Linked DNA regions of Mus musculus: region 2 is linked to region 1. The links are chromatin contacts, called in public HiChIP or PLAC-seq maps. All regions are on one chromosome and are shown on one strand. Each heading gives the region's core, a stretch centred on a gene start, on an enhancer-like site or on the middle of the called end of the contact. The rest is flanking DNA. Distances are from core to core; before and after follow the strand shown. Region 1 has its middle 45 kb from the start of Gm46545. Region 2 has its middle 17 kb from the start of Gm38456.

Region 1 (5,796 bases), core at 1,487-3,986:
TAGCAGAGAGCTCTGGTTTTAAGGAATGCTGTGGCTGCTTTGACCTTCTACCTAAACCACTAGCACTGCCACCATGCCTATCAATAAGGTTGTTAAACTATGTCATCACTCATTCGATTGTTTGGGTTGCACTTCCAAGCTGTCTTCTTTGCATTCTGGTGGCTATTTTGTGTAAGGAGCCTAGTTTTAAAGGAGCTTTCGGCATGCTTCCTTCTTTAAATGTGCTCATTTCTAACTTGATTTAAATTAAGAAATACATGTTTCGCCGGGCGTGGTGGCGCACACCTTTAATCCCAGCACTTTGGAGGCAGAGGCAGGCGAACTCTCAGAAGAGTTCGAGGCCAGCCTGGTCTACAGAGTGAGTTCCAGGACAGCCAGGCCTATACAGAGAAACCAAAGAAAAAAAGAAAGAAAGAAAGAAAGAAAGAAAGAAAGAAAGAAAGAAAGAAAGAAAGAAAGAAAGAGGGGAAGGAAAGGAAGGAAGGAAGGAAGGAAGGAAGGAAGGAAGGAAGGAAGGAAAGAAGGAAAGAAGAAAGCAAGAAAGACATGTTTCTTCCTTCTACTTGGGCAGTAGCTGGGCTATTAGTTGGCATAATGTCAGTACTGCGTGTCTCAAGTAAGAGGGAGACCTGAGAAGGGGCAGAGAGGTGGGGAGGGAACTGGTTGGTGGAGCAAGTAGATCACACACAACACTCCTCCGTTGACTTAGCTGCTTCTAAAATGAGAACCCATGACATCCCAGAATCATCAAAGACCAGCAAGTAAATATCACATTCACATATCTAACAATAAAGGGAATTCATGGAATATTGACAAAATTATAAGAATGTGATACAGATAGCTGGGCATGGTGGCACATGCTCTTCAACCCAGCACTTGGGAGGCAGAGTCAGGCCTGTAAGTTTGAAGCCAGCCTGGTCTACATACTGAGTACCCCTCACAGAGAGATCCTATATACATTTTTTAAGTGACTTGGAGACACAAGGAGAGCATACCATTGGGCAATTAGCATTGATGGAGCAATTTGTGTTTGTTTTATGTTGTAGAGTGCTGGGTCTTGTGAGTGCCAGACAAGTACTTTCACACTCAGTGGCATTTCCTGCTCACTTAAAGACCTGTTTGGTTTGGGGCCATAGAAACATTTAAGCTGTAAAAGTGTATTATCTGCAAAACACAATAAAATGTGAATTAGGTATGAATTCCTTTCCTCCATAAAAATGTAAAATATGTTAAAATACACAAATGTAAAGCCATTCTTTGGTGCAGGTGGGATGTTAGGGGAAAACCTTAAGTCAATCACCATATAAATCATTTCCTATTCCCTGGGGAAACATTCAGTGTCATTGAGGCCAAGATAATCCAGATAAAGCAAAGAGATCAGAAGTCGGTATTTATTGACATTCTAACTACTTATTAGAATACAGTGTTCTAAGTCTTCCAGGGGGACATCAGCAAAGTGCTCACAGGACTTTCATAGGAAGTAAATTTTAGCCTTCATACAAAGTGATTAAAGAAGGCTCTAAGGGGAAAGAATTTGACCTGGAAGTTAGAAGGTAGGTTCCTGAAGCATAGCAATGACTCCTAAGGGCCCTGATACAGAGAACAGTACGGGCACACCCACAAGTTACTAGAAAGCAAGTTTTAAAGAGGCCGTGTCTAGGGAGTGGCTACCAAATGTGAAGGCAAATCCCTTCTAGAAGGTACTAAGTCCATTCTGGTGGGAAATGCATTGATAATTGGACATTATGCTCACTGCAAGTCGACATCTTGTACCTCTCTCTTAGAGTAGGAACCCTGACCCTTTGAAATAATTAGCATCATGTGTGTAAAGAATAAATTACCAGGGTTCAAAGACAGGTACACTAAATTCAGTGGTTAAAAGATATGTATCCTTCTTAGCTCTATCGACATAAATGGAACCGAGAGTAAAGAGCACTTAAAATAGGAAGAGACTAGGAGAGGTTGCAGTTCTCTCGGGAAAACTCTGTCTTATGTATAGATTTGCAATGATGATCATGGTCCATTTGCCCTTCCTGGCCTTGGTCATGTTACTTTATTGCTAAAGGTTCATCTTTCTTTCCTGAGAGTTAGGGGAAAGAAATTCTGCACACATTGAATGTTTGTGTTGAAACGGGAAGGTGTCTTCTGCCAAAAAATTAAGAATCTTTGCTCCATTCCCTTCTGTGTTTTTATCATGCCCCATCACTTCTTCTTAACAGAGGCCAAGACACATTAGTTGCTATTCAATTGCTGTGATAAAACACCATGACCAAGGCAACTTATTTTTTAAGAAAGTATTTAATTGGGCTCATAGTTTCAGAGGTTTGGAGTCCATGATGGTTGAGCAAAAGTGTGGAGGCGGGAAAACCTGGAGCAGCAGCTGAGAGTGAATAACTTAGTCTAGAAGCAAGAGGCAGAGTGAGAGAGACCACACTGGGAATTGTGTGACTCCAGGAGCCACACCTTCTTCAAAAAGGATAAGTCCCTCTCCCATCCTTCCCAAATACTTCCACTAATTGGACATCAAGTATTTAAACATATTAGCCTATTTGATGCCATTTTCACTCAAACCATCACACAAGACAATTTGCTGTATCACAAGATTGATACCAGACTCCACCCCCAAGTGCCCCCACTATTGTAAATAGTATTGATTTGGACTAGTGAGACACCCACCTGGATGAAGGCTCAGCCACCCATCCTAAAGAATGTTGATAGTTACTATGATTCAGATATGATTCACCACCCAAGAGTTCAAAGGTTTTGGGTTTGGCCCTCGGTGACTCAAGGTGGAGGTTGGACCTCTGTCTAGGGATTTTGAGGTGCTGCTTTTGGAAAGAATTAAGGCCATTTGTCTTAGTCAAGGTTTCTATTCCTACACAAAACATCATGACCAAGAAGCAAGTTGGGGAAAAAAGAATTTATTCAGCTTACAATTCCACATTACTGTTCATCACCAAAGGAAGTCAGAACAGGAACTCACACAGGGTAAGAGCTTGGAGGCAGGAGTGGATGCAGTAGCTATGAAGGAATGCTGCTCACTGGCTTGCTTCCCCTGGCTTGCTCAGCTTGCTTTCTTATAGAACCCCAAACTATCAGCCCAGGGATGGCACCACTCAAAATGAGCCCTTCCACCTTGATCACTAATTGAGGAAATGTCTTACAGCTGGATTTCATAGAGGCACTTTCTCGAGAGAGGCTCATTTCTCTGTGATAACTCCAATTTGTGTCAAGTTGACACACAAACCAATCAGTACCCCATTCATACAGGATCCTGAGTTAGTTCTCATGAAAACGAGTTAGTATAAAATCTTGATCCTAAGGGCTGCCAAGATCACTGAGTGTTTCAGAGTACTTGCTGCTCTTTCTGATGGTCCAAATTTAAGTTGACAGCATCCACATCAGGCAGCTCACAACCCTATGGATTTCCAGTTCTTAGGAAATTCCTTCTTCTGGCCCTTACAGGAACCCATATTCACAAGCACATACATGCGCACACACATATGCACACATATATGCACATAAATAAAAATAAAATAAATCCTAAAAAAATAAAAGTCTTGATCCTGTTCTCTAAGTCACTGAGTTTCTCTCTAACCAAACTATCTCTCCCTTTCACATGAACTCCTGCCATTCTGCTGCCATCTGTGGTAAGGCATTGGCCAAAGCAACTGAACACCAATGCTGTGCCATCGAACTACTAGAACGATACGTTAAATAAACACACTTATTGTATAATTTCTCCAGGCTTGGGCATTTCATTACAGTAACAGAATCATATTAATGCAGCAGATCTCAGGAGACACACCAGTGTATACTTTGAAGTGACACTGGATATATTCTCAAGATGTTATATGTCCATCAAGGGTTGAGCTTCCCCATTGAACTTAGGTTTCAGAATGCCAGGGGGTACCCCTGTTATGGAGTTACTGATGAACTGAGGGGAAACACTGTTTTGGTATCAATAAAGAGGACACAGACCAGTGGTTCAAGAAGATGCTGAGTCACATCGGCTGTGTTACTCATTGTTATGTAGACCTGGCCAAGCCACTTGTTCTCTAGGTTTCAGTCTCCCTGTTCATAAAACTAAGGACTTAATTGGACCACTTTACTCTTTTAGGATCAATATTGATTCTTATTTGTTGCTGTTTGGGTTTTTATCATTGTAACCTTATAAATCTTTTACTTGATCTTTTCTATCCAGTGGCTTGGGAAGATATGGTTATTAAAAGATACAGTACTTAAACATTTTCTTATTCCTCATTTAAAATGTGTGAAAATATTTCCCATATTAGCCTTCCCTAAAGATCATGACTTTAAGCAGTGGGTGGTGCATGTGTTTAATCCCAGTATGTGAGAAGCAGAGGCAGGTGGGTCTCTGTAAATTCAAGGACAGCCTGGTCTACAGAGTGAGTTCCAGGGTAACCAAGACATAGAGAAACTCTTGTCTTCAGAAAATGAATAAAATAGATTGTGACTTTAAAAACATATAATTGAACTTCAATACACAGAAGGCCTCATGCAAAGCATGGCATAACACATAATAAACAGGTCATTGTCCAGAATGACCAAGAGTCAAACATAATTAAAGTGATGTGATGCTGGAATATTGCTAAGAGCTGACAGAGGACTTTACTTAAATCAACTCATTATAAGCAGAACAATTCAGTCTTCTGCTTCTAAATCCACATGCCTTTCTCCCTTTGTCCTTAAAATGCTTAACCTTGAATTAGGGCTTACAGATAGACTAATGCATGTCTATGTTCATCTAAAGATTCAGAGCTGGGATCCACAATAAAAGCAGACGTGTAGCATTAGTCTTTCTGGGTCTGTGTGAGCTCATTCACTACATTTTCTAGTCTGATCCATTTACCTGAAAGTTTTATGGCTTCGTTTTTATTTATAGCTGAATAGAATTCCACTGTGTGTGTGTGTTCCACATTTTCATTATGCGCTCATTGGTTAATAAATATCTAGGCTGCTTCTGTTTCCTCACTACTGTGAAGCCAGCTGCAATGAACATGGGTAAGCAGGATTTCCTCCATTGGATAGAGTCTTATGGGAAGACGCCAAGGGGTTTGTCTAGCTGGGTCAGTTGGCAGCCCTCTATCTTCTTGAACATTCTCCCCACTGATTTTGACTGTGGCTTCAAGAGTTTGCAGTGCAAGAGTTTGCAGTCCCCACCGGTAGTGGATGAGAGTTCACAAGCATTTGTTGCCAGTTCTTTTCTTGATCTTTGCCATTCTGGCTGGCATACAATAAAATCTCAAAGCAGTTTTCATTTACATTTCCTTGATTGCTAAAGACAGAAACCACTTAAAGATATTTCTTAGTTATAGTTATTTTTCTGTTGGGAACCATAAAACTTTTAAAAAGTGGGTTATTTGTCTTCCTGATTTGTGTGTGTGTGTGTGTGTGTGTGTGTGTGTGTGTGTGTGTGCCTGTGTGTATGTGTGTGTGTTTCCAATTCTTTCTATAGTCTGGCTATTAGTCCCCTCTTAGATGAAGAGCTAGCAAAGACTAATCACCCACACTCAGGCTTACTCTACACCCAATTGATATTTACTTTCTAATTTTTGCCAGTTTTTGGGCTTAATTTTTGAGAGAATGGTGTCTTATTTAGGAAGTCATTTCTTGGGCTTGTGTCTCTTCGGATTCTTCCTATGCTTTCTCTACAAGTTTGCATATTTAAGGTTTCACACTGAGTTGTTTTATGCGTTTGGAGTTGCTTTTTTATCATGATGATTGGTATGGGTCTAATTTCATTTGTCTACATGTAGACATCCAGTTTCCCCA
Region 2 (5,427 bases), core at 1,925-4,424, 280 kb after region 1:
GAAGCCAACTACTCCTTCTGAATTAGAACCCAACAGACCTTTTATGTCCACGGGAGTTTGCTTCTTATAAAATTGAGTCTCTCCACTTACGTTGCATATATATTTATAACTGTTAAGTAACCTAAGTGGATCATTCTAACAGTACGTAATGGCCTTCTGTATCTGTTCTGACTAATTTTGGTTTAAAGTCTACATTATTGGGCACTAGAATAGCTACGGCACCATGTTTCTAGATGGATTTTGCTTGATAAATTGATTTCTACCCTTTGACTCTCAATCTTTGTCTTTGTCAGTGAGATTTGATTAGAGACAATTACATCCAGGCTCTTTATCCAGTCAGCCAGTCTGTGTCTCTTTATTGGTGGTTTGGGGATGTTTATACTTAAGATTCTTATTGAGAGCTGTTGACTAAACCCTGCGATCCTGTTGGCTGTTTACTTGCAGCTAGGTTACTGTTGGTTCTTCCCTTTCCCCTCCTTAGCATGAGGGGTTTCTCACTTACTGTTTGGACATAGCTCCCTCGTGTTCTTCTATCCTTTCCCCAAAATGTATTCTTTCCTTTGTTCTCATTACTAAACTTGATTCTTTTCTCTTCCTGTGTATAGCATTCCCTTAAGTACCTTCTGCAGTCAAGTTTGCTGGTCATGAACTGCCTTAGTTTGTGCTTATCTCAAAATGCACCTATTTCTTGGTCAATTTTAAATGATAGCTTTGCTGGATTTAGTAATTTGGGTTAGCAGTGATTTACTTTCAAGACTTAAAATATATTGGTCTTTTTTTTTGGCTTTTGGAGTTGCTTGCGATAGAGATGATAATATTCGGCTGTGTTTGTCTTTGTAGGTGAGTTGGAATTTTTCCTGCACAGCTTTTTAATAATTATTTACTTTGTAGTCTTCACATCTTAGAATGTTCTGGAAAGGGGTTCATCAAGTCTATTTGGGGCTGTAATTGCCTCTTGTGTTTGGACATTCATTTCTCTGGACTAAGGGAAAATTTTGCTATAATTTCATCAAATAGTTTCTCTACTCTTTATTTTCTGCATGTTTCTTTTTTCTAGCCCCAGGATTCTTATGTCTGGTCTCTTGGGTCTATCTCAGAATTCTTGAATGTTGTGCCCAAGCCCATTGGTTTTTTACCTGATGTCCCAGGGAAGCATGTCTTACATCTTATTCTCCATCTGCAACATTCTTTTTTCCTTCCTGGTTGGCTTCATTGGTCACGATTCCCCCTGTACTTTTTCATTTACTCATTTGAGTATTTTGTTTTTTTCATTTCCAGCATTTCTGTTTGCTTCATTTTTCAAAATCTCAGTTTCCCTCTGAACATTCCTTATCTTCTCATTCATTTTGCTGACTTCCATTTTATGTTGCTGACGTTCAAATTGGGTCCTGGCTTCAATTTATTTGCTTGTTCATATCCTCCTTAAGGTAATTCATCGTGTTTACTAGTAAACTTTTGAAATCTTCATGCAGTGTTTCACCTGTTTTAACATCGTTTAACTCAACAGTTAAAGACTTGTGACCTTATTGGATGGATCACAGGGCTCCCAATGGAGGAGCTAGAGAAAGTACCCAAGGAGCTAAAGGGATCTGCAACCCTATAGGTGGAACATTATGAACTAACCAGTACCCCGGAGCTCTTGTCTCTAGCTGCATATGTATCAAAAGATGGCCTAGTCGGCCATCACTGGAAAGAGAGGCCCATTGGACACGCAAACTGTATATGCCCCAGTACAGGGGAATGCCAGGGCCAAAAAAATGGGAATGGGTGGGTAGGGAAGTGGGGGGGAGGGTATGGGGGACTTTTGGGATAGCATTGGAAATGTAATTGAGGAAAATATGTAATAAAAAATATTAAAAAAAAAACCTCAGAAGCAAAAAAGTCCCAATGCAAAAATAAAGTGATTATAATAGTCTATTTTAAAAGTGAAAAAAAAAAAAAAGACTTGTGACCTGGTAGAGGATTAGTGCCACCTTGCCATTTGCTAACTCTTGTACTTCTGTGATGTGATCTTTGCATTTGTTGGACATCTCAACTAGTTGGATTTGGAGATTTTCTTATTGAGGAACCTACTCTTGAGGGCTCACTCTCCAGCACCAGTCAGTGTGAGGAAAGCAAACTGTTAGAATAGCATCACAATCAAATGGTACAAGAAATAGGAATATACTTAATTAATTAATGTTCATTGACCTCACCAAGAACCATAGGTCAGACAATGGAACCACTAACGTAGATAGTGTGCTAGCCCTTCTCAGGAGCCATAGGGATGGAGCGTTGGCTGATGAGGTCATTCTTTGGCTCTGCACTCTTGGGGTATCACATCACTACTCTGGAACTCTTCCGGAGCACTTCCTCTTTCTCCTTTTGAAATATAGTGTATTTTTTTCATGTTTTGGTTTTTCCTCGCTAGGTTACATGGAGGCACTGCCTAGTCTACTATCTTCCCCGGAAGCCTTCTACATCCATTTTCATAAGACTCCCTTAACAGCCTTTAGAAGCATGATAGACAGAGCTTTATGAGTCCCTGTTCATAAAAATGCCCCCCAGATAAAGTAACTGAGGCTTTTAGACAGGGGACAACCTGGCCCCTAATCCTGATCTCAGTGGAGAGCTAGAACAATCAGAACCTATTCTGCCTCACTGGTGGCCAACATTCTCTTGGCCCATGGTCAGCCCTGATCCACCACTAGCACCAGTGAACGATGAGACACCAGGGCCTTTTTGTGAGTGAATAGGGGGCTGAGCTGTGAAATTATGACCTCATGCCCAGCATTCAGTAAAGCTACTTCTTTTTTTTTTTTTTTTTTTTAGCTACTTCTTTTTGAAACCTCTGCTATTAGTAAAACTGATTGAAGGTGACGCTGTAAAAAAAAAAATACACACCAGTAATTAAATAACAAATAAACACAACAGCTGTCATACACACTAATAGTTCACACATACTGGTTTTACTTCATCCATGGTGCTAAAACAGTGGGCATGAGACCACATGTATGCCTTCACCCTTTTCTGTTGAGCTTGTATTCAAATAGGGAAAATACAGTCTTGCAGACAAATAACTGCTCACATACAACAACAACAGCTGAAGTACAGATAGGTACAAAGTGCTCTGGAAGCCCAGAGGAGGATATGAATAAGCCTCCTTACCTCGTGATCAAGTCTGCTGCCCTCTGGGCTGGGAGCTTCCCAAGGGTAGCAGGGACTGGCATGACTCATCATGATCAAACATAACACAAGGCACATCTGAGATCACCTGCTAACGCTCACTGAATAAACTCTCCGGGAGGGGGCCAGAAAGCACCTGCAGTGCAGCTACCCTGGGCCACATCACTTCATGACCCCCTCCCGGAGAGTTTATTCAGCCAGCATTAGCAGGTGATCTCCGATGTTCCTTGCTTACTGGACTGAGTTAGCAGATCTCCTCAAGTCCACCGTCCTGTGACAAGGACCCCAGCCATCAAGGCTTTAGTTTGAGATCAGAATCAACTGGCCTGGAGGCCTCTCTCACCTGCCACAGTTATCTTGAAAGGCAGAGTGAGATCAAGGCTCTGAGATCCATGGTCACAGCAGGCCAGCTGGCAGGCCAGCTCATCCATCAGGACTCCAGCACCTCACCTTGAACAAGGAAGATAAGAGAATAAAATAACACCTGACACAGCCTTATCATCTGATAATACAACTTCAGTTTTTCCATTAAAGTAACTGAGAGCCTTAGTCCTGCACTTCGTCTGATAAAGAGATCACAGGAAACAAAGCTATTAATTTTTATCTCTGCTCTGCAATAGCAGATTTGAGTGAATTCAATATATCCAACGGGGGAAGTACTTTTTCTAACACTACAACTCGATTAACTTGGGTTTTTTTTCCTGCTTGCTTGTATTTTTCATAATTTTTTTTTTTTGCTCAAAATCTCTAATTGCAGATGTATTAAATGCAGTGGATCTGATGTATTAAATGCAGTGGATCTGACTGTGCTATCACCAGCACACACACACACACACACACACACACACACACACACACATATAATATTTCTGTTCTCCATGCTCTAACCCTGTACTGGTGTACTGGGGAGTGTTATATGGTACAATATAAGGAACTTGAAAGGTTACTTACTTCAGTAATTAACTGAATTAACACTAATCAGAGCTCAGTAGTTCCACCTTTACAATGAGGAGCCGGACTGGTGTTCAATATAATCACACAGCCTCTATGCCTTAGGACCCCGGGACTGAGTAGGTCAATGAGTAGGTCAGGTGAGATAAGAAGGAAAGTCTCTCACAGGAACTGAAAGATAGCAATAGAATCAAACAACCCTGGAGCCTTAGGGTCTGAATGCTGGCCTTTCCTGCCAGACGAGAGGTATAGAAGACCACGTGAATCTATGACTCCTAGGGCCCCGAAATCCCACACACCATGGCCCCGAACCAACTTCCATGCCATAGATTATCTCCTCCCTGGCTGCCCATACCTAGAACAGATCACAGCTCTATGACATGCCTAGGACATATATGCCTTTCTTTCTGTACCTCACTACTATTGATGTCATTGGCTTACTGAGGACAGGAGCTGAGTCTATCAAGGCCCAGACCTTGACCCTTAATAACTCCAGGAACAATAGTGCCACAGTTTATACCACTTAGCACTAAAGGGTGGTTCGGGGGATGAAAGAAGTGAGTGCTATTTGTTATGTCACTTAAAGGCCATGTATTAAAAGCTTGGTCCCCATGGTGGCATTATCAGGAAGCTGCAGATACTCAGGTGGGGGCACTTAAGGAAGAAATGTCCTTAGTGGCACTTTCTTTAGAAATATAATGGGACTACAGCTCTAGCCCTATAGATCTCCCTTCCTCCCTCCCCCTCTCTCCCTCCCTCTCTCTTCCTCTCTTCTCCCTTTCCCTCTCCCTCTTCCTCACTTCTCCCTCTGCCTCTGATAGAATAGCCAGAGCTTTGCTTTACCACAGGTTTCCACCATGATGTTCTGCCTTGCCAAGTGCCAGGGCCACAGGGCCAAGGGCTCACAAGCCTGAAGCCATGAACCAAATGAAATCTTTCCTCCACATGGTTGTTTATCCCCGATATTTTTGTCTCCAGGAGAGAAAGCTGATTGACACATTATGCTACAGTGGAACATTTAAGAAACGCGTCTGTGTGAGAAGTCCACATCTGTCAATACCAGGCCCCCAGTGGTTTCCAGCTGGGGAATGGCAGTGGACTACAGACCCTATGTGCACTCTCAACTGGCCTGTGGGTGCTGGGTGAGGAACAGAAGTGACAGAACAACAAACCTGGAAGGCTTCCTTTTGAGGATGAGCTGGCGATAAGAGAGGGTTCTTCTCAATCAGGAACTGTCAAGTTGTGTCACTCAAAAGTCTCCAGGCAAACCTAGGATTCTCATCCAGCTTGCCTCTGGCCTTACCTCTGGAA

What was found. HiChIP or PLAC-seq counts read pairs in DNA pulled down with a chosen protein or histone mark.
Region 2: an HNF4G HiChIP or PLAC-seq map of pancreatic cancer cells shows a contact between it and region 1. The contact joins two enhancer-like sites. A contact is called at or near these places in 1 of 15 datasets of contacts at CTCF or cohesin (the NIH/3T3 cell line), 3 of 484 Hi-C or Micro-C datasets (bone marrow-derived macrophages, liver and nephron progenitors) and 2 of 115 datasets of contacts at active chromatin or transcription factors (embryonic stem cells and pancreatic cancer cells).

The regions. Positions count from the first base shown.
Region 1 is chr16:24,034,930-24,040,725 of GRCm38.p6, forward strand. No RefSeq gene overlaps it. Among named protein-coding and RNA genes, the nearest start is that of Gm46545, 45 kb to the right of the region's middle. Within about 2 kb of position 2,737, at least 12 of the 459 cell types and tissues checked have an H3K27ac peak or open chromatin away from gene starts, as enhancers often do. A contact at or near this core is called in pancreatic cancer cells, where this site is marked.
Region 2 is chr16:24,310,542-24,315,968 of GRCm38.p6, forward strand. No RefSeq gene overlaps it. Among named protein-coding and RNA genes, the nearest start is that of Gm38456, 17 kb to the left of the region's middle. Within about 2 kb of position 3,175, at least 54 of the 459 cell types and tissues checked have an H3K27ac peak or open chromatin away from gene starts, as enhancers often do. A contact at or near this core is called in pancreatic cancer cells, where this site is marked.